Regions from separate parts of the Xenopus laevis genome. Here region 1 is linked to region 2. The links are chromatin contacts, called in public Hi-C maps. All regions are on one chromosome and are shown on one strand. Each heading gives the region's core, a stretch centred on a gene start, on an enhancer-like site or on the middle of the called end of the contact. The rest is flanking DNA. Distances are from core to core; before and after follow the strand shown.

Region 1 (5,655 bases), core at 615-3,114, 230 kb before region 2:
AATTACCCTTTAATTATTGTAATTTATTTATATAGCGCCGACAAGCTACGCACTGCTTTACCTTAGTTATAACAAACAGGGAATAAATGGTGGATAATAAACAAGGGTTACTTGTATAATTGTGTTCTATAAATCTGACTCTTGAAACAACGTCGCAGCTACTTTGTTTCAGTGGTCGGAATCAGCAGTTTTTTTTGTTTGTTTTTTTCCATACCCCCCTTACATTTGTGTGTGACCTGCTGGTGCCTGGAAACAGGATGAATCAGAAAAGTCTTTAATGAATAGACCTGTTGGCACTTGAATTCCACAGGGGGGCGCCAGCCGCTAAGGGCAAGTTACATGTGGCACAAGCATGTTATTCATATGTGGAGACTGAGCCATGATTTCAGAGTTAGGAAAATGCATTCTCTGGCTTTGATATTTATATTTATATATTTATTTTTTACAAAAAGGGCCTCGTGTATGGAAACAACCACCCCACGCTCCTCTATATATACAATATAACCCCCCCCCAGACAGGCTAGAGTGGGTCAGGCTGCCACATATAGAATCTCTATAGAATAAAGAAGGAAATTACCAGTAACTCGTCTGGCCTGATGGAATTGTCGGTGTAAATGCAAAGTTTCTCTGCGGTCAGTGGGATGGTTTCCTTCATTTTAGAAGCCAGGAACATACAAGTGGCCCCCAGCAACTGCAACCAGCTCTTCCGGAGGGGCTCCACGGACAGGAATCGGTCCAAATAGTTCATAGCGAGGGGGAAAACTTCCTCTTCGCACTTCTGCTCCTCGCAAACCTTAGAGGGGGGCACATATAGGGGGGGCAGAGATTATAATAAGGAAGGGGGTTCATGATTATAACAATATGACAGTTGCATCCTGTCTGTATAATTCAACCCAACAGATTCTGAATAAACTGAGCTGTTGGGTGATAGAATGTAACCCAAGGATATCATTACATACATTGCTACTGGGGTGCAAACCACTGCACCCCACAAATGATCTCATTTAATAGGCTTTATTACAGATACATAATGACACCCTGTTGGGTCATGGTAACACTGAACAAACACAATGGGAGCTTTATGGATTTGGCATGTGGGACCCCAAGTTTATAAAGTTTCCAAACGTTAATAGCAAAAACAAAGCTGTGTTATTGGCCATTTACCCCCAGTATAAATAAGTTAAGGAGTTGGAGTTGAATCTTCCCCTTTCTTGTTGCCACTGGGGCAGAGGAAGGAAGACCCTGATTATACCCCAGGGCTGATATTTATTTTAGGAAATCATGTTTTAGGATGGAACTTTATCATGGGACTTTCAATGTCTATATTTGGAATCAACTAATGGGGTCAGACCTCCTCTGAATGGGTTTCTCTAAAGTCCCCCTAACCATTGGACTTTGTATGGATCAGAGACCCCCCTTTTGCCCAGCTATTCTGGATCTTGGAATCCACCAAGAAGGTTGTGGTTGGAAGGAACCCACAGAAAGATCAAATCTAGGCAGATTTTGGACTCCACCAAATGAGTCGGGCGCCCCCCAGTACCCCAGGGAGTTCTGGGTGAAAGTGAGAGGCGCACCAACCTCCAGCATCCAGGTGGCCACTATTTTGCGCATGTTGGGCAGGATCTCCTTCTGGACGCACTTGAAATAAGACATGCTGGGGCAGGAGGTCTCCTCTGCTTTGAGCATGGTCTGCAGCACCCGGTCGGTGATGAGGTTCCTGTCCAGATGGGCCCTCCTGATGGTGTCCACCTCGCAGCATAGAAGCTCCATGTTGTCTGTGCGTCTTTGCGCGTCTTTCCCTGCAGGAGCCTCTTTCTCTGTGAGCTCCCCGGCTCAGTGACGCGATGTTGCCAGAAGGAGATCAAAGTGGGGAATGAGAGAAAGAGAATGAGCCGGGCCAGGCTGAGTTTAAACCGGCCCCATAGTCCGGCCCCTCCTGAACAATGAGTCCGGCCTGGGGGAGGAGGCTGCTCAGCAACTGGCTCCTCTAATTGAGTCGTTTCTCCTGTGCCCCAGTGTGTGTGCGACTGCAACTAAACTCAGTGCGACATGTGTGCAACAAGGCGCCTCTCTACCCACCCCCTCCATTCATAGAGTGTAAGCTCTTCTTTCTCCTCCTCCACCACCCACCTGGAAAAGCCCCCGAACTTTTTATTTTTTTAATCAGCCTTGTCCATCATGCTTAGAGTGTAAGCTCTTCTTCCTCTTATGCACCTCCCCCTCCACCCCAGCCACTTGGAAAAGCCCCTAAACTTTTTCTTTTTTAATTAGCCCTGTCAGTGGTGTAACTAGATGTTACTGGGCCCCACAGCCAATTATTTTTCAGGCCCCCAAAATGTTTAGCGGTTGACCTGTTTTACCAATATTTATTGAAACTGTATATGAGTTAGGGTCTCATATACCCCCTGGGTCTGTTTCCTCTATAGTTACAGCCCTGAGCCCTGTCCATGCTTAGAGTGTAAGCTCTTCTTCCTCTTATGCACCTCCTCCTCCACCAACCACATGGAAAAGCCCCTGAACGTTTTATTTTTTAATCAGCCATGTCCGTGCTTAGAGTGTAAGCTCTTCTTCCTCTAATGCACCTCCTCTTTCACCACCAACATGGAAAAGCCCCCAAACGTTTTACTTTTTTAATCAGCCTTGTCCATTATGCTTAGAGTTTAAGCTCTTCTTCCGGCTCTAATGCACCTCCTCCTCCACCACCCACCTGGAAAAGCCCCCAAACCTTTTCTTTTTTTAATCAGCCTTGCCCGTGCTTAGAGTGTAAGCTCTTCTTCCTCATACACACCTCCTCCTCCACCACCCAACTTTAAAAGACCCTGAACTTTTTTTTTTAATCAGCCCTGTCCCTGCTTAGAGTGTAAGCTCTTCTTCCTCTTATGCACCTCCTCCTCCACCACCAACCTGGAAAAGCCCCCAAACTTTTTATTTTTTAATTAGCCCTGTCAGTGGTGTAATTAGATGTTACTGGGCCCCACAGCCAATTATTTTTCAGGCCCCCAAAATGTTTAGCTGTTGACCTGTTTTACCAACATTCATTGAAACTATATATGAGTTAGGGTCTCATGGGGCCTCATATACCCCCTGCAGGGTCTGCTTCCTCTATAGTTACAGCCCTGTCCATCCTTAGAGTGTAAGCTCTTCTTTCTCATATGCACCTCCTCCTCCACCACCCACCTGGAAAAGCCCCTGAACGTTTTCGTTTTGAATCAGCCCTGTCCATGCATAGAGTGTAAGCTCTTCAGTACTCTGCACTCATTTAACTGCACGTAATGGAATTAGCCCCTGCCCCACTTACAGAATAGTTCCTATATTATATCCATCTACTGCTGCTCATGGTTGGTTTAATGTGCTCCCCATAGATTGCAAGCTCTTCAGAATAGGGACACCCATCTTTATCTTATTGGGATATATTTACTGGACGTGCCAAGGTCAATGTGTGTTGGTGCAATATAACTGCTGCGCGTGGGTGTGTGGAACAGGGAATGATTACTCTGTACCTGCTGGGAGTTCAGTGGAACAGGACAAGGGGACGAGGACAGAAGGGAGGACAAGCAGAGCAGGTTTAGGTTTGGGGCCCCTATAGAACATGTGGCATAAAACCGTGTGCATATAAATAATATTTACCTCAGGCACAACAGGGGCTCCTGGGAAAACTGCACAGGTACAAAGGGCACATTGTTATGTTGATAATATTTATATCTCTGTTCAGATGTGTGTCAGTGAATGCTGGGAGTTGTGGTTTAACAACTGGAGTGTCACAGCTCAACTTTCTATAATCTCCCCCCCCCACACACACACAGACATGGGGCCCCTAGTTTTCAAGAATTTGAATAACTTCTTACCAAACTTTGATTTGGCAATAAAGATATAAAGCATTACTCCATCTTGTCCAACTGACTCCCCCTTTGCTACTGACTCCCATCTTGTCCTACAGATTCTACCTTGTCCTACTGACTCCATCTAACCCTATTGTTTCCATCTTACCCTATTGACGCCATCTTGTCCTACTGACGCCATCTTGTCCTATTGACGCCATCTTGTCCAACTCAGTCCCCCTTTTCTACTGACTCCATCTTGTCCTACAGATTCTACCTTGTCCTACTGACTCCATCTTGTTCTACTCACTCCATCTTACCCTATTGACGCCATCTTGTCCTACTGATTCCGCCTTGTCCTACTCACTCCATCATGTCTTACTGAATCTCCTTTATCCTACTCACTCCACCTTGTCCTACTGACTCCATCTTGTTGTAATGACTCCATCTTACTCTACTGACTCCATCTTGTTGTAATAACTCCATCCTACTCTACTGACTCCATCTTGTCCTACTCACGCCATCTTGTCCTACTGACTCCATATTGTTTTAACGACTCCATCTTGCCCTCTTGACACCAGTTTGCTCTACTGACTCCACCTTGTCCTACTGACTCGTCCCACCTTCCCTGAGTCCCACCAGTAATGTTCTTTATTTTGGCCCCTAGTGCACGGGGCCCAGAGCATTCACACACCCCAGTCATGTCTGGGGCAGGCAGTTAGTAAATTATCAGAGCAGCTGTTACCGAGTCGGAAATGTTTATCACGAGAGATAAGTATAAACCATCTGATCCTGTGAAACAGTAACTTCCCTCTGTGTGTGAATGAGCCAGAGAGCAGCCACTTCTTCAATGGGCCCAGTCATTTCATTCAGTCGCACACTCACAGGCGGCCACTTCCCTTCTGGCCACAATCACTTAAGTGCAGCTAAACTCAGCGATCCACCTTGTAGCCCAGGGTCACTTTGCTGTAGGGGCAGGTTAGGGATAAACAAAGTGCAAGAAAGAACCACAATGTGTGCTCAGTATCTGCCCCACACCCAGCCCAGATATCAGTACGTTTCCTTTTCGGGGGGAGCAGCCGTGCCAGGGAGGCCACTCTATACATTATTATAGTGCAAGCAGCTTGTGTTCAACTACAACTCCCAGCAGCACCCCCTACAACCAGGGCAGTGGCCCCCAATAACTTTTTTTTCTTTTCCAAAGAGTTAAAGGCAGCTCCCAACACTTCCCCTTAATGCAACTTCCATTCATAAAATCCCTCCACCCAATCACAGGGCCACCTCTCCCTGCCTGATAAGAGCTGAATGGGGGGGGGAGGGACTGGCTGACAGGGTGTGGGGACTAGTTTGGCAACTGGTTATAACTGCAACGGCTCAGCAAAAGAATGCTGAGAAAAAAAGGGAACTTTACTTTTTTTGCCTAATGAAAGTAAATGCAATTTTTCCGTTAAACTGTTTTAATGGTTTTACAGTGGCTGCTTTTTAATTGCATTAACACTGTAGATATTTAATGAATGAATATATTAAACTGGTACAACTTCCCCTTTAAAAATAAAATGCAAAGACTGGGATTAGTTGGCCTTTAAGAAGGAGGACTGGGAGGATTAGTGAGCAGGGGGCAGGAAAGGGTTAGTTCCTTATCAGGGTGTGAAGAGGAGACCAGGCCACCCTGCTGAGCACCCAGCATGCACCCATCACACAGCAGGATAATGAAGCAACTCCCTAGAATGAAGCTGCAGCCTACGGCCATGTCACAGGGCAGCGGCCAATGAGAGCGCAACTTTTGTTACCAGGCGGAGCAGGCAGATCTGAGCTGCAGACCTTATTGCTCTCACTT
Region 2 (5,586 bases), core at 1,583-4,082:
TTCTATTCTATGTGTACTGTATATTGTGAGTGGGTCCCTAAGCTCAGTAAGTGACAGCAGCACAGAGCATGGGCAGTGAATCAGCAGAAAAGAAGATAGGGAGCTACTGGGGCATCTTTGGAGACACAGATCTTTACTGCTAAAGGGCTGTGGTTGCCTTGGGCTGGTACAGGAGCACAAAACATAATGTACAACATTTCTAGCTACTTCTTTAGTTAGTCTCCTTTAATTAGGCCACTGTCTCTGGAAAGCTTTAGTTAAGCACATGATGTTTTATCCCTTTCATGCACCTGGTTTTGTAAAGGTGCCTGGGACATAAATGCTGTATGATGACCCATTGTTGCACATGAGGACTCGATGCAGACCGTATCCATGTACCTTGGCCCCACCTGGTCTCATAATACTTAATTAAATCCCAATGAGAAACTGATGGGGAAATTATGGTTTTGGACCAACACACAGAGACACAGGCAATATCTACAGGCACCTTCAGTCAAACCAAATTTAAAGATGGGGTTCCCTTTAAAGTCAACAAATAAAAGGAAACAACATACAATATACAGTAGAGATTTGGAATATGGAGCTGTTCCCTTTTATGATTGAATTCAACCTAAATTCCCAGGGATTTCTACGTAAAGAGGGCTAATGAGCCGTACAATTCCGCCGCTCTGATGTTCAGAGGGGGCGGCACACATGAGGCCGATGTCTGGAAAAAGTACAATCTACATAGAGAGATCATACAGTGCCTCTATATTATCACATCTATAGGATCACAATGTCTTCTAGACCCTTAATTGATAAATCCTTGACTGCCGCCCAGTGGCAAGGTGTATAACTGCATTATTATTCATTTTTATATACCGGACCTTTATTTTAGGTATGCAAATTAAATAGGGGTATTGTATTCTCCAGCATTAAACATAAGGTGAATGGTAAAAAAAAGTTAAAGGGGATGTAAACATTAAATAAAATTGATTCTCCTGCATCCCCTAGCTCTCAATTGTATGGCTGTTATTGCAGATGGCTCTGGGGAGATATAAATGCAGAGGCAGATGTAGCTTCTACTTCTTAATGCTGGAGTCACTATGTTGGTAAACCCTGGGGGTCACTGTTCAGTATAATGCTGGGGGTCACTATACTGTTTAATGCTGGGTCACTATGCTGGTTAATGTTAGGGTCACTGTTCTGGTTAATGCTGGCATTGCTGTACTGGTTAATGCTGGAGTTACTGTGCTGTTCAATGCTGGGTCATTATGCGGGTTAATGCTAGGTGCCACTGTGCTGGTTAATGCTGTGGTCATTGTACTAGTTAATGCTGGGGTTACTGCGCTGTTCAATGCTGGGGTCACTATGCTGATTAATGCTGGGGTTGCTGTACTGGTTTATGCTAGTGATCACTGTGCTGGTTAATGCTGGGGTCACTGTGCTGATTAATACTGGGTGTCAGTGTGCTGGTAAATGCTGTGGTCATTGTACTGGTTAATGCTGGGGTCACTGTGCAGGTTAATGCTGGGTTCACTACGCTGATTAATGCTGGGGTTACTCTGCTGGTTAATGCTGGGTTCACTACTCCGGTTAATGCTGGGGTCACTGTGCTGGTTAATGCTGGGTTCACTACATTGATTAATGCTGGGGTTGCTGTGCTGGTTAATGCTGGGTCATGTTGCTGGTTAATGCTGGGGTCACTGTGCTGTTTAATGCTGGGTTCACTACACTGATTAATGCTGGGTCACTGTGCTGGTTAATTGGGGGTCACTGTGCTGAGGGTCACTGTGCTGTTTAATGCTGGGTTCACTACACTGATTAATGCTGGGTCACTGTGCTGGTTAATTGGGGGTCACTGTGCTGAGGGTCACTGTGCTGGTTAATGCTGGGGCCACTGTGCTGGTTAATGCTGGGGTTGCTGTGCTGATTAATGCTGGGTTCACTACGCTGGTTAATGCTTGGTCACTACGCTGGTTAATGCTGGGGTCACTGTGCTGGTTAATGCTGGGGTCACTGTGCATCACTGTACTGTTTCATTATGATGTACATCTCCAAGCCCTAAATCCAACTTTGATTTGCTACATAACAGCCTCTGCTTAGAAATGTTATCATTGTGTACAGCTTTTTGATAACTCTACCCTTTATACCCAAGGGTTTGCAAAAGCGCCCCTGTGACTGCAGCCGTAAAAAACCTCTTGGAGACATTCGCCTACTGGAGAGAATTCTGCATCTCATCCCTGGCTTTCCTGACTTCTGCCCACCCTTGGACGGTGCCTGTTCTGTGTTTATGATGATGTCACTCTTGTGTTTCATGGTGGGTAACAGGTAGTGGGTCAGGTTACAGGTTATGCGGTTATGGGGCTGGTGTGGGTTGTGGATCTAAGTGTGGGTGACAGATCCAGGTAGGGTTCAGGTCCAGTCACTTAGTCCCGTGTAGGTTTCTACTCAATCACTCATGACATAAATAGCCACTAAATTGAAAAATCGTGCCATGGGTCACGGCTTCCCGAATGAAGACAGGTGCTGCCATAATTCCAGCGGCTAAACATTAACTACATGGCTATCCCTCCCTGATGTTGCAGAAGACCAGGTGCGGTTCCTGCTGGAGCAGCTTTGATTAAATGACAAAAGAGAATAGTTACCTTTTCATTTTGGGGGTTAATCTGCTGTTACAAAGATACAGGCCGCCGTAGCAAAATGTAAAGGACAATCTGCTTCCCCTCCGGCACCTTCTGTTGGCCACTTTGATCTCTCATTGTGCGGCTTTAACACCTTCATTCTGTGTTATAAATTGATCTCCCCGTTCTCCGGGGGCCCTGATTGTTCCCTTCCTTTTCACTGGGAAACCGCCAATTATCTGAGATGCAGGAAACCAAATACCTGAGGGGTTTGTTCCTTTAATGTAACACGAGAGCAGTGAGGTTTTAACCATTTGGGCACCAAGGCGGAGCTGGCTGGTGGCTTTGAACAGCCGAATTGCCCCTTCACTATGAAAAAGTGACAAAGAAGAAAATGAACTTCTATAGAGGTTGACATTGCAATGCTCTGATTGGTTACAGGCTGGTCTAGCCCTGTAATTACTATATTATTACTATTACTATATTACTAAATAACCAGAGGCTGGAATGTGAATCGAGAGGGGCCTGGATAGAAGTCCTGAACCTCCGAAGTCCTGAAGCCACGAAAAGACCGAAGCCACAAAACGAGCCGAAGTTGAAGTCCCGAAGCCGCGAAGAGATCCGAAGCCACAAAACGAGCCGAACTTGAAGTCCCGAAGCCGCGAAAAGGCCTGAAGTCCAGAGCCGGGCCAAGCCGGGCAGGCGCCCTAGGCAGTTGCTGCGCCGGCTAGTTGCGCGCTTCTACGCATGCACGAAAAGATGCTTCAGCGCAGAGACGCTTCAGCGCAGAGACGCTTCTGCGCATGCGTGAATTGACGCATGCGTTCGCGTATGCGCACAGATGGGCGGTCAGGAGAGAAGGGACCGGACTAGGGGTAGAAGTAAGTACGTGCCTGGCGCCCCTCCACCTTTGCGCCCTAGGCACATGCCTACTCTGCCTACCCCTAGTTCCGGCCCTGCTGAAGTCACAAAAAGAGCTGAACTTGAAGTTCTGAAGCCGCAAAATGACCCGAAGCCATGAAAAGAGCCAAACTCAATGTCCTGAAGCCGCGAAAAGATCTGAAGCCACGAAAAGAGCCGAACTTGAAGTCCTGAAGCCACGAAAACACCCGAAGCCACGTAAAGAGCCAAACGTGAAGTCCTGAAGCCGCGAAAAGATCTGAAGCCACGAAAAGAGCCGAACTTGAAGTCCTGAAGCTGCAAAAAGACCCGAAGCCACGAAAAGAGCAGAACTTGAAGTCCTGAAGTCGCGAAAAGATCTGAAGCCTTGACCACCAATTTCTTTAAAAAAAACTTTTATGGGGGGCCCTAGCGCAACAGGTTTTTTTCCAACTTATAGGAGGGCCCTGACCATTAATGGCCTTTTATAACTTGTGTGGGGAGTTTACCGTATTTAGCACTAATGTCTTTGTGGTCTTTTAACTGTGGTGTGGGCGGGATCTGGGGTGGGGGGGTGCCCTGACAATTTGGGGATACCTGGCACAGGCTATGAGCAAACCTACAAAACCTTTAAAGCTCCATTGATTGGTTCTGTATGGCTAGCCTTCCCCCAGTCACATCACACAAAACTCTGGGGATTATAACACAATAGGAGGTCTATGGAAAGTATTAAAGAAGTTGTATGAAAGGTGACGTTGGGTCAGTTAGAGGTGCCCCTGATTTGCACTAGTGCCCAGTCTGTGTTATAAAACCTGGGCCACATTCTTAAAAAAACACCCAGTTACAGCTCACGTGTGAAAACCATTTAATAACAGGAAAATGCAAATTTCTTGTTTCTACAAACGTAATGCTTTTATTATGGAATGAAGACGTTTACACCCCTGACCAAAGTTTTGTAAGGCTGAATGGGCAGGTGGTGGGGCGTGGAGGCCTGTGAGCTGATAAGGGGGTAAGGTTGGGCGAGGTTAGAGCGAGTTCTGCCCAGAGTACAGCTGCCTTCACTTGTACATAAACAGCAGGTGGGGAGAGAGAGAGAGTGAATAGCAGAGATAAAGCTCCCAGGGCAGGTGTGTGGGTTCCTTCCTACAAACTCTATCAATCCTTATTATATAGCCCTGCTATTGTATATCCTTATTACTAGTGATTGTGAATTTATTCGCCAGGTACAAATTTGCGGTGAATTTCCGCGTTTCAGCGCCAGCGAATAAATTTGCAAATTTGCCCTGACAATTCGCCGGACGACGGCAACGGAGACAATTCAGACACTGGCGACAATAATCGAACGCCCATTGCCTTTAATCGCTACCGGCATCAACTTTGCGAAATCCGTGGCAAAGCGAAATGGGACAAATTCACCAATCACTACTTATTACAGTATATTGCATTACTGTATAGCCTTCTAATATACCCCTGCTCCATAGCCATAGTATATACCCCTACTGTATAGCTTTATTATACCCCTGTTCCATATCCATAGTATATACCCCTACTGTATAGCCTTATTATATACCCCTGCTCCATATCCATAGTATATAGCCCTACTGTATAGCTTTATTATATACCCCTGCTCCATATCCATAGTATATACCCCTACTGTATAGCCTTATTATATACCCTTGCTGCACATCCATAGTATATACTCCTACTGTATAGCTTTATTATATACCCCTGCTCCATATCCATAGTATATACCCCTACTGTATAGCCTTATTATACCCCTGCTGCATATTCTTATTATACAACCCTACTGTATATCCTTATTATTAGGGATGCAATGAATCCACTATTTTCGATTCGGCCAAACCCCCCAAATCCCTTGCAAAAGATTCGGCCGAATATCGAACTGAATCCGAATCATAATTTGCATAAGCAAATTAGGGGTGGAAAGGGGAAAACATTTTTTACTTCCTCTTTTTGCTTTCCCTGCCTGCCCCTAATTTCCATATGCAAATTAGGATTTGGATTCAGTTTGGCCAGGCAGGATTTGGCTGAATCTGAATCCCACTGAAAAAGGCCGAATCCTGGCCGAATCCCGAACTGAATC

The links. Hi-C and Micro-C count contacts between places; a contact is called where the count stands out from the background.
Region 1: a Hi-C map of the XL177 cell line shows a contact between it and region 2, with 5 times the contacts expected there. The contact joins the promoter of ccnd1.L here to the promoter of LOC121402925 in region 2. A contact is called at or near these places in 2 of 4 Hi-C or Micro-C datasets (the XL177 cell line and the XTC cell line).

The regions. Positions count from the first base shown.
Region 1 is chr4L:10,581,998-10,587,652 of Xenopus_laevis_v10.1, reverse strand. It overlaps ccnd1.L (cyclin D1 L homeolog), which reads right to left and starts at 1,864. Exons shown (of 5, transcript NM_001086776.1): 1 at 1,579-1,864; 2 at 578-793. The coding sequence starts at 1,770.
Region 2 is chr4L:10,355,629-10,361,214 of Xenopus_laevis_v10.1, reverse strand. It overlaps LOC121402925 (small integral membrane protein 38-like), which reads right to left and starts at 2,832. Exons shown (of 3, transcript XM_041589822.1): 1 at 2,628-2,832.